Regions from separate parts of the Sus scrofa genome. Here all the other regions are linked to region 2. A link is a contact called in public Hi-C and HiChIP or PLAC-seq data. All regions are on one chromosome and are shown on one strand. The core of a region is the stretch at or near the end of the contact, and the rest is flanking DNA. Distances in the headings are between cores, read along the strand shown. Region 1 holds the start of PSEN2 (presenilin 2). Region 2 holds the start of AHCTF1 (protein ELYS). Region 3 holds the start of COQ8A (atypical kinase COQ8A, mitochondrial).

Region 1 (3,325 bases), core at 83-2,582, 500 kb before region 2:
CTGTGAGTCCTGCCCTCAGCTATACTTCCCCAACACACACACACACACACACACACACACACACGTGCTCGCTTCTCGTGGTCTTGGCTCACTGCTCCCGTGGCTGCCACTTCTCAACTCATGACTCTCATCTCCTTCCCCTGCTCCCGACACGGGGCACTCTCCCCACCACCCCAGGCAGCTGCCCCTTTTCGCCCATTTACATTCAGTAGGTTCCTGGATCAGATTAACCGTTATTTACCCGTCCTGGACTCTGTCCTGTTCCATCCCCCACCTCTGACCCTGACTGTCTCCCTCCCACTGTTTCTGGATTCTCTGCCCTCGCTCTCATCCATCTTGCTGCCACCTTAAGCCTGATTCACTTCCCATGATTGTCTCCCTCTCTTCTTTTTACCCCTTTCTTAGTCAGTGGCCAGACATATTTATTTTTTTAGGGCTACACCTGCAGCATATGGAGGTGCCCAGGCTAGGGGTCAAATTGGAGCTGCAGCTGCTGGCCTACACCACAGCCACAGCAACACCAGATCCAAGCCGCATCTGTGACCCACACCACAGCTTGCAATAACGCTGGATCCTTAACCCACTGTGTGAGGCCAGGGATTGAACCCATGTCCTCACGGATACTAGGCAGGTTCTTTTCTGCCGAGCCATAACAGGAACTCTGCCAGATATGTTTGTAACCAGAGATCTGATCTGTCACCTCTGTCCTTGGGGGATGAAGTATATCTCCTTAACATGGCACCAGAGACCCTCCACAGCACCTCTCCCCAAGCCCCAGCAGTGCCAGGCTCTGGCTAGAACATTCTTCACACCCTCTGCCCTTCCCTCCCACCTAGGAAAGTCTGTCTCCATCAGATGACGTTATCGTCTCTATAAAGCTTTCCTGATCTCTGAGATGTAATTCTTCTTTGTGCTTCAGTACCTCTTGGTGAACACCTGGATTATATCATTTGTCACATTGGATAGCTGGTTTTTATTGGTTTTAGGACAAAAGTGTTGGCACATTATGGGTACTGAACGGGTGTTTGTTGATTCAATAAGTGAGTGTACTGACAGTCTGGAGTGGCCAGGACATTTTTGGTTGGGAGTTTTGCCCCATGGACTGGATCTCCTCTGGCCAGTCCCTCTTGAGGCTGCTACAGCCTCTGTGGTGGCCCCTGGGGACCGTGGCTTTATAGCAGCCCTTTGACACTTGTGTCCTAGGTGGTCAGTTTGGGCAGGACCTGAGTCCAGGTCTTAAAGCTGCCTCTCACCCTCCTCTGCCTTTGCCTTGTAGGAAAGTGGAACAGAGTCCGCTGTGCTCCTTTTCCAGGCACTTTCGGAGGAGGGGCCATGCTCACTTTCATGGCCTCTGACAGCGAGGAAGAAGTGTGTGACGAGCGGACGTCCCTGATGTCGGCCGAGAGCCCCACGCCTCGCTCCTGCCAGGAAGGCAGGCAGGGCCTGGAGGATGGAGAGAGTGCTGCTCAGTGGGTAGGTTCCTGCCAGTGGTCTGAGGCCCCCAGACAGGGCCCTGGGTCCGTACCTAATGGATAGAAACAGGAGGGAAGGGAAAGAGCAGATGAGAATTGGCTGAAAGGACAGGTGGTCTGCTGAGTGGATCTTAAGTCTGTGAAGGCTTCACAGTAGACTCTGCACGTACACAGCCTGTTAAAGGTCAACTCTGCAGGGCGCTGAGTGATTCCTTCCGCCCTGGCCCTGCCCATTGGGTTCCCCTTCCTAGTGCAGGTTACTGTTTCAATAGGAACCAGAGAGTGAGTTTGGATGCTGGGACAGGCAGCACAGAAGCTAGGAAATTGAGGAAATTGCTGGAGAGAACTTTTTTGGTAGATGGCCAGACATGGTAACCAGGAGAGTGGTATACCTGTCTCACGTTTGGCTTTGGAGCTGGTTATGTGTCTTCGTCCATTCAGGCCACCAGCACAAAATTACTGTAGCCTGCGTGGCTTATAAACAACAGAAATGTATTTTTCACTACTCTAGGGACTGGGAAGTTCAAAGTCAAGGTGCTGGCAGCTCTGATTCTGTTGAGAGCCCACTTCCTGGTTCATAGGTGGCTGATTTCTGTATCCTCACGTGGCAGAAGGTGGGAGGGCACTCTCTGGGTCCCCCTTTATAAGGGCACGAATCCCATTCATGAGGGCTGCACCCTCATGACCTAGTCATCTCCCAAAGGCTGCACCTGCAAACATCATCACAGCCTGTGAATTCGGGGGACACAGACGTCAAGCCCATAGCAGGAGGGGTGGGCTGCACTGTGTGGTCTTAACCTCTGCAGCCTGCAGGACAGATTATTACATTATGAACTGGAGGATATATGTGGGAGAGTGACCAGCCAAGCCACCTTCCTCCCCATCAGGGTAAAACTACACCTGAATCTGCCTGAATTCCCATCTCCATTTCACCTGTAGGATTTCTTTATTCCAGTAGGCCTTGTTCTCCTTTGCTGAAACTTGAGCTCCCTTCTGTCCTCCTCTGGGCTCCAAGAGAGATCTCATCAGCTCAAGGCTACGGAATAGCTACTCCAGAGCCATTTCTTTCTTTCTTTCTTTCTTTTTTTTTTGCCTTTTCTAGGGCCGCTTCCCACAGCACATGAAGGTTCCCAGGCTAGGGGTTGAATCGGAGCTGTGACCACTGGCCTATGCCAGAGACACAGCAACACAGGATCCGAGCCTTGTCTGCGACCTACACCACAGCTCACAGCAATGCCAGATCCTTAACCCACTGAGCAAGGCCAGGGATTGAACCCGCAACCTTATGGTTCCTAGTTGGATTTGTTAACCACTGAGCCATGATGGGAACTCCCGGAGCCATTTCTTTTTTTTTTTTTTTTTTTTTTGTCTTTTGTCTTTTGTCTTTTTTTTTTTGCTGTTGTTGTTATTGTTGCTATTTCTTGGGCCGCTCCCGCGGCATATGGAGGTTCCCAGGCTAGGGGTCGAATCGGAGCTGTAGCCACCGGCCTACGCCAGAGCCACAGCAACTCAGAATCCGAGCCGCGTCTGCAACCTACACCACAGCTCACGGCAACGCCGGATCGTTAACCCACTGAGCAAGGGCAGGGATCGAACCCGCAACCTCATGGTTCCTAGTCGGATTCGTTAACCACTGCGCCACGACGGGAACTCCCCGGAGCCATTTCTTACTCGTTTCTTTGTCTTTTCTTTCCTGGAGTTTTTGCGCATCTCAGTTGTTTTTAGTTGTTTTCCCTTCCTTCTCAACTGAATATCTAGATGAAATTCTCTCTGCAAAGAACAGACACCAAAGAACAGTCATTTTAAATGTTCGTTTCATTTGGCTTTGTCTTGGCTGTTCACATAATTAACAA
Region 2 (3,389 bases), core at 491-2,990:
CTTTTCCCCCAACTCATTTGACAACTAAACTCAGATTTTTTTCCCCATTTTAACTCTTATTAACATCTCTTGAAACTAAAACAATTTGGCATATGCTTAATGACTAAAAAGAGGAAAAAGGGATGAATGAGAGATTTTAAAGTGGAAATGCAGTTTACAGAGCAGTTGAAAGTAAAAAAAAAAAAAAAAAACCCTAGCAAATATGAAGGAAGCATTAACAAAGTATAATGCTTTTTTTAATGTGTTAAAAAAAGTATAAAGTTTCCTCTTGGTATAGTTGAGATGTGGGTGGTGGGTGGATGGAGGGGGGTCAGAGGCAAAAGGGGAAACATATAAAATAATACACATAGCATATTTTCAGTGCAAGTTCTAAGTAATTAAAGTGGACTGAAGTTGAAGGGAAGATTTGTAAGAAAAAAGAGACTTAGCTGGACCATTTTCAGTGGGAGATACTGAAACATAAAATCCTGTTTGGAGGAAAGTGAAGAAAAGATTCTTGGGAACTATGTAGGGAAATACTGTAGTACAGGTCCAGATAATCTAGAAAGTCGTACAGAAAGCATACCAGCATTCTGTCAGTAATGATGGAAAGAAAGATTAAAATTTGAGAGATCATTTCAGAAAGTCATTTAATACGGATAAGTATGATGAGACAGATTTTAAAATTTTACAACTGGCAGGGCCCTTAAAGTTAACATATGTCTAATAAATCTGTTGAACCTCTAATCCAGTCATCCTTACTCTACAGATCTGACAACTGAAGTCCAGAGAGGTTATTTGATTTTCCTTAAGTCACACAGCTCATTAGCAGCACACCTGAGTTGAGAACTCACTGTCTTCAGACTACTAAGTACAGCACCCATGAACTGAGAATAAATTGGGAACAAAGAAAGGAAGTGTAGAATGGGAGGGAGGCAAGGACTTGAATTAGCACATCTGACTGCGGAGTAGTTTCTGTTTGAAGAAGTTTATTTGAAAAGTGTTGGGTGCTGGGACTAACTTCAAAGATACTAATAACAAATAAAAGAAATTCCACAATGAAACCCCAGGGTAACCAAACATGCAAGACTGATTTGGGGTAAAATTTTAGATAAAATTTGGGGTAAAAGATTAGACTAGGCATCGAGAACACCTTTGGCCACAAAAGCACGCTCGGATATTCAAAAATATCTACAGGAGGGGAAAAGAAGTGTTTCCCGATAAGCCAGGTGCCCACTTTCGCAGGGAAAGCCCGAGCGGGAGAACGAAAAACGCCAAATGCAAAGATTATCACTTGGCCGCCAGCAAACAGCGCCAGATGATAACACCACGACTCTCCCGCCACAGAAGACACCCTAGCAATAGGGAGCCCGCCGCTGCTCCAGATAAAGACTACCACTCCGGATAAAGACTACCACTCTCGACTCCGCGCGGCTCCCCGGGTTAGGTGGCCAGAGAAGTTTACGCGCAAGGCATTATGGGATTTGTAGTCTTTTCTTCCCCTCTCGGCTTTGGGAGGCGGAGAGATCCCATTTTATGTAAATGACTTGCCCTTCCCGACCGGCTTCCCTTTCCTCCTCTTCCCTCCCCCAACCTCATTTCATGGAGTTTGAAAATTCCCGCAGAGCTGGCGCCCAAGGTCGAACACTCGCGAGAATTCGGGCTCCGCGCCGCGATCTCCCTTCCTTTTCCCACCTCTCTCCGCCCTCCCCCGCCCCTCTCCGCTCCACCCCTCCCTTCCCCTCCCGTCCCCTCCCCTCCCCTCCCCTCCCCTCCCGGGCGTGTGGAACTCGGTCTGCCTGCCGGGGCTAATGCGCAAAGCCGGGCCGGCGCAGCCGGAGCGGAGGAGGTAGAGTCGCGTGGGTGAAGACCCGGAACCGCAGCGCAGGCAGCTGCTGCGTTTTTGTCGCTGAGCAGTCGGCCGCCCCAGCAGCCCGCGAAGGCGCTCGCGGGGGGTGTGGATCTGAGGTGGCCGGGGAGGTCGCAGGCGGAGGCCCGCGAGCCGAGAGGCAACTTCCGTGGGGCGGAGGTGCGTGCGCCCTGCCGGCGGCGGCCGTGTCTCCCGGGAGATGCTGTGACGGACCCGCGCGGGAGGAGCTCGCGCCTCGCCTCGCGCCCCCTGGACTCGGCAGCAGCGGCGGCTCGGTCACCCGCCGTTCTTAGGTAGGGGGAAGGGAAGGCGGGGGTTGGGCCGGCGCGCGGAGGGCGGGTCGGCGCGGCCTGGGCCGCGAGCAGCGGCCGGGCTTCTCCCGCCGCGCCTGTCCGCGGGCCCTCCCCTCCCCGCGCCGGGCCTAGGCCGGGCTTGTGGCCGCCCAGCGAGCCACAGGGGCTGGGCTGCGGAGCTGCCTGGCTCGTGGAGCGGGCTCGAGGGGGCGAATGCGGTCGTTGGCGGGTGCGGCGCGCTCCAGAGCTCCGAGCGTTGGTTATATAACCTCCTTCTCGGCGGAGCGGCGGCACATGGCGACGGAGAGGCGCCTCGGGGTCTACACCCCGCTCCTAGCGCGCCTACAGCCTTGTCCTCATGTTTCCCAGGCGGTCCTGGACTGCGACCCCTTTTCCCTCCTGCCCTCCGGGGCGGTTGAGACCTTGGCCGGCCTTCCCCTGGCGGAACCGGCTGGTACTCTCAGTCTGTCTTACGTTGGTGTCTGCTCCACATGCTCCCGGGCCTGGCTCGGGTGAGTCTGGGGCGGGGAAGAAGTTATGACTCGTGATTTGAAAAGTGCAGTGAATCGGTCAGATACAGGAGATTTAAATCATTGTACATCTTGGAGTGGGTATTCGTTTGCCGTGCTTGTCCCCACCTGGAAACTTGAGGGCGATTATTTTTTAGTTACCCCTGACTGTTTGGGGGCCGTGGGGAGGTTAATTTGTTCTCAAAGCCAACGTGGTTCAAACTAGCCGTTATTATCTTTTTTCTAAGAGGCAGTTTGAGAAAATATTTGATAAGAACCTGAGTCCTTTAGGATAAATTGTGGGTCTCTTGGAAACTCTCAGCTTCAGTTTATTCTTAGAATATTCTAAAGTGCCAGTAGATGTTAAGAATTTTCTGTTAGGAGCTTTCATCGACTATATGTGTGAGGAGAGAAGAAATTAGGGTAGGTTTACTTATTTTGGAGGATTTGACTAGGGATGACAAGCCCGGTCAAGTTAATGTTTGAGGGATACTCTTAAGTGTGTTAAGTGCTAAGGGAAGGCTACGCTCTCCCTGCACCGTAATTTTTGATCCTAATTTTTCAATAACCTACTACCACAGCAGGCAGTAATTCGCAAGATGGCAATAATTATTTAAAAAACATTTTTAAAAGATTGTTAATACAGCAGTTTTGAGATAGACATATTTTGATATAAGAGGGAACAAAACGTTCTCATCTAACCATGGACATTTTTAGGAAATTTTTTCTTTTGTTCTT
Region 3 (3,484 bases), core at 352-2,851, 440 kb before region 2:
GTATGTAATGTGGAGAAGATGGAGGGAAGGGGCAGAATTTGGACTATGGAGCGAATAAGTGAATGTTCCACAGAGATATCCTGCAGGGCCAAGGTCCGGCCCAGGGGTAAGCAGAGGGCTGCCACCCACCGGCCCATGCTGCAGAACCTCATCTCAGGTCCCATGTAGGGGACGACGGGCTCCAGCGTTCATGAGGAAAGGTGAAGGTCAGTTCACGTCTGGATTCCCCCTCCTCCCATTTCAGGCATCAGCATGCAAATGCTTTCAAAAAAAAAATTTTTTTTTTTTTGTGGTCCTTTTAGGGCTGCACTCGCAGCATATGGAAGTTGCCAGGCTAGGAGTCAAATTGGAGCTGTGGCTGCTGGCCTACACCACAGCCACAGCAAGGCCAAATCTGAGATATGACTGCGACCTACACCACAGTTCAGGGCAACACGCATCCCTAATCCACTGAGAGAGGCCAGGGATGGAGCCTGCATCCTCATAGGTACTAGTCGGGTTGGTTAACCGCTGAGTCAGGATGGCTACTCCGAAATGCTTTTGATTTTTCTAAGCAGTAATATTAAACATGTTTCAAAAATGGTAAATGTGAACTCCTCAAAATAGTCTCAGAATAAAGGACAACTTTTCGGCATGAATATAAATATTTATATGAAAGTCACTGAATTGTTATTTCTCTTTTCCTCACAAGCTCCACCAATAACCTAGGACAGAGCTGCAGACCGGGGAATGGAAACTGTCACACCATCGGGGCTCAAATCTGCACCTCTGGGTGACTTGGAGACCTGGGGCCACTTGGTTCTGGAGGAAGCACTTTCTCTTGGGACAGCTCTGTGTCGGCTGTTTCTCACTCCTGAGGACCCCTCAACCAAGCCGGCTGGCCGCCAGCCGCCGCCGGGCCCGCTTCCGCGCCTTCCACGTGCTGGCCTGTCGCCCGGCTCAGGGGAGGGTCGGGCCTTCCCGAGGAGACTCTCGCTAACAGGAGCAAACGACGCTGCACGCTCCGGACCTACTCCTCGGGCGACCCGACCGGGGCCACCAGCGGCGCGCGCGTGCAGTTGCCCGCAAAGCCAAAAGAGGGACCCGCGGCGAAATGCGACAAGTGGGTGGAGCCGGAGCGCCGATTCAGACGTGCACCCAGGCTGCCCACAGCTCTTCCCCCTTCAGCGGGAACTGGGACAGGGGTCCTCGTTACATAAGGCGAGCACGGGGCGGGCCCGCTGCGGTTGCCTCTGCTCCTTCCACTGCCTCCCCTCCAGGCCCGCTCAGAGGCCCGGGGAGCATCGTCTGGGACGTAGCAGCCAACTGCCGGTCACCGCGCCTGCGCCCTCCGCCTGGTCCGAGGCGGGCGCGGAGCGGGGGGGGGGGGGGGAATTGTTTGGGCGCACGCGCGCCAGGCCTCCAAGCCCAGAACGCCCCGCTTTCCCAAGTAGGGGAAAGGGCAGCGAGGAGGGACGACGGGGCGGGGCCCTGCGCGCTGGGGTGGTCTCCCATTGGCTCCTCTCTCTCCGCCCTCTGTTCCGATTGGCCACAGGTCGAGCGCACGGGCCGAGCACGCTGCCCCTTGCTGGGCGGCGCTGGGCCGGTGGCCGCGGCGCAGCCAATGGGAGCGGCCCGCGGGCGGGGCTGCGGGTGCTGGGTCTCCGGGCGCGGGCGAGTTGGTAAACAGATCCGGAGCGCGTGCGGGGAGCCAGCGCTGCGCCGAGTGCGCGGAGGCGGCGCGAAGGTGACTTCGGATCCTAGCTTCCTGCAGCAGGGTAAGGCTGCAGCTCTCCGCGTGCCCTGAGTGCTGTCTGCTTGTGGCCAGAGCTGGGCTCACCACCCGCTTGGGCCCTTCTTGCATCTTTCACAAGGGACGGCGCGGCTTCCCTTTTGCGAATTTAATTTGCCTCCGGCTTTTGGCAGCCGAGCGGTGAGCGCGCCTCAGAATGCAGGGTGGGCGCCCTGCGGCTGTCTCCTACCCCTGTTCCCACCTTAGCCGAGGGCTGTCTCTGGGAGGGGACGAGGGTCACGTGCCCAAGCCTTAGGCCCCCGGAGTATGCTGGGCAGCTCCGGTGACCTGATGTTGTGTTTCTTGGTGTCCAGTACTGCTTTCCTGCCTTGCTTTCTCATGATGATATTTCTCTTCACGCCCAGATCCCTTTGCACTGTCTCAGAGGAGCTAACTGCCCCCGGCCCCATGTTTGTGTCAGGACTTTGACTCCCTTGGTCCGAGCCAGCTGTTGGCTTTCACAGGTGGGGTTTGGAGTGAACTTGGGAAAGGGGGCCCTTCTTGGTTCTTTCCTCTGTTGGCTTTCCTGTGACCGTCCTCTTCCTCCAGACACTAGGGGTCTTGTGAGTGGTTTGGGCTTAATTGCCTAAACATGTGCCTTTTTCCAGCCTCTGCCCTGCTGCCGAGCCCAGGTCGGTTCTCCCAGGTGCCTTATGGGATGGGGAATGCTGCAGGGGCGGGTCTGGGTGCTGGGACTCTGTATTTGGGTGAGGGGTGCCAGTCTCCTGCAGGGTGAGAGACTTCTGTGCAGTCTCTCCTCCTGGTTAGAGCCTGCAGCCTATGGGAAAACTTATCATTGCTCACTAGGGCCCTAGGTGTGTGTGACAGAAGCCTGAAGGGCTGGGCCTGCCAGGCCTGACTTGTTGCTGGGGATTTGAACATGCCTGATGCCAGCCTGCCAGTTGTCATGGGTGGGTGGGTCATGTTGGCAGGAGGGCCCTTCTCCAGAGAAGAGACAAAGGGAGGTGCTGGTGGTTCTTAGGAGCAGCTTTTTTTGTTGTTCTTGTCTTTTTAGGACCACACCTGCAGCATATGGAAGCTCCCAGGCTAGGGGTCAAATTGGAGCTGCACCTGCTGGCCTGCACCATAGCCACAGCAATGCCAGATCCAAGCTGCACCTGCAACCTACACTGAAGCTCATGGCAACATTGGATCCTTAACCCACTGAGTGAGGCCAGGGTTTGAACCTGAGTCCTCATGGATACTAGTCGGGTTCATTACTGCTGAGCCACAGTGGGAACTCCAGAAGCAGCATCTTTAAGATTGGTAATGGTTTGGAGTTCCCGTTGTGGCTCAGTGGTTGACGAATCTGACTAGGAACCATGAGGTTGCAGGTTTGATCCCTGGCCTTGCTCAGTGGGTTAAGGATCCGGAGTTGCCATGAGCTGTGGTGTAGGTCGCAGACTCAGCTTGGGTCCCGTGTTGCTGTGTCTCTGGCATAGGCCAGCAGCTATGGCTCCGATTGGACCCCTTTAACAAGTCCCTCCATGTGCCGAGGGAGTGGTCCAAGAAATGGTAAAAAGACAAAAAAAAAAAAAAAAAAAAAAAAAAGACTGTAATGGTTTGGGGCATTTTCAGCCTTGCAGATAACAGACAAAGCAGGGTTATGATTTTTGGCCTGATCTCGGGCAACTCAAAGGAAATGTGAACTAAGGAAGTCTGATCATTTCCCTGTGTGTCACCTAAGGCAGGGTTTCTCAACCTTATCAACAT

What was found. A called contact is a pair of places that touch in the nucleus more often than the background predicts. HiChIP or PLAC-seq counts read pairs in DNA pulled down with a chosen protein or histone mark.
Region 1: an H3K27ac HiChIP or PLAC-seq map of alveolar macrophages shows a contact between it and region 2. The contact joins the promoter of PSEN2 here to the promoter of AHCTF1 in region 2. A contact is called at or near these places in 3 of 5 promoter capture datasets (fetal liver, fetal skeletal muscle and liver), 1 of 47 Hi-C or Micro-C datasets (liver) and 2 of 2 datasets of contacts at active chromatin or transcription factors (alveolar macrophages and skeletal muscle).
Region 3: a Hi-C map of liver shows a contact between it and region 2, with 2.9 times the contacts expected there. The contact joins the promoter of COQ8A here to the promoter of AHCTF1 in region 2. A contact is called at or near these places in 2 of 5 promoter capture datasets (fetal skeletal muscle and liver), 2 of 47 Hi-C or Micro-C datasets (liver and skeletal muscle) and 1 of 2 datasets of contacts at active chromatin or transcription factors (alveolar macrophages).

The regions. Positions count from the first base shown.
Region 1 is chr10:14,543,340-14,546,664 of Sscrofa11.1, forward strand. It overlaps PSEN2 (presenilin 2), which reads left to right and starts at 1,333. Exons shown (of 10, transcript NM_001078666.1): 1 at 1,333-1,473. The coding sequence starts at 1,333. LOC100510923 (a long non-coding RNA gene) reads right to left here. Exons shown (of 4, transcript XR_305804.3): 3 at 3,144-3,242; 4 at 945-1,525.
Region 2 is chr10:15,040,428-15,043,816 of Sscrofa11.1, forward strand. It overlaps AHCTF1 (protein ELYS), which reads left to right and starts at 1,741. Exons shown (of 37, transcript XM_021064442.1): 1 at 1,741-2,142.
Region 3 is chr10:14,595,636-14,599,119 of Sscrofa11.1, forward strand. COQ8A (atypical kinase COQ8A, mitochondrial) reads left to right here and starts at 1,602. Exons shown (of 15, transcript XM_021064416.1): 1 at 1,602-1,757.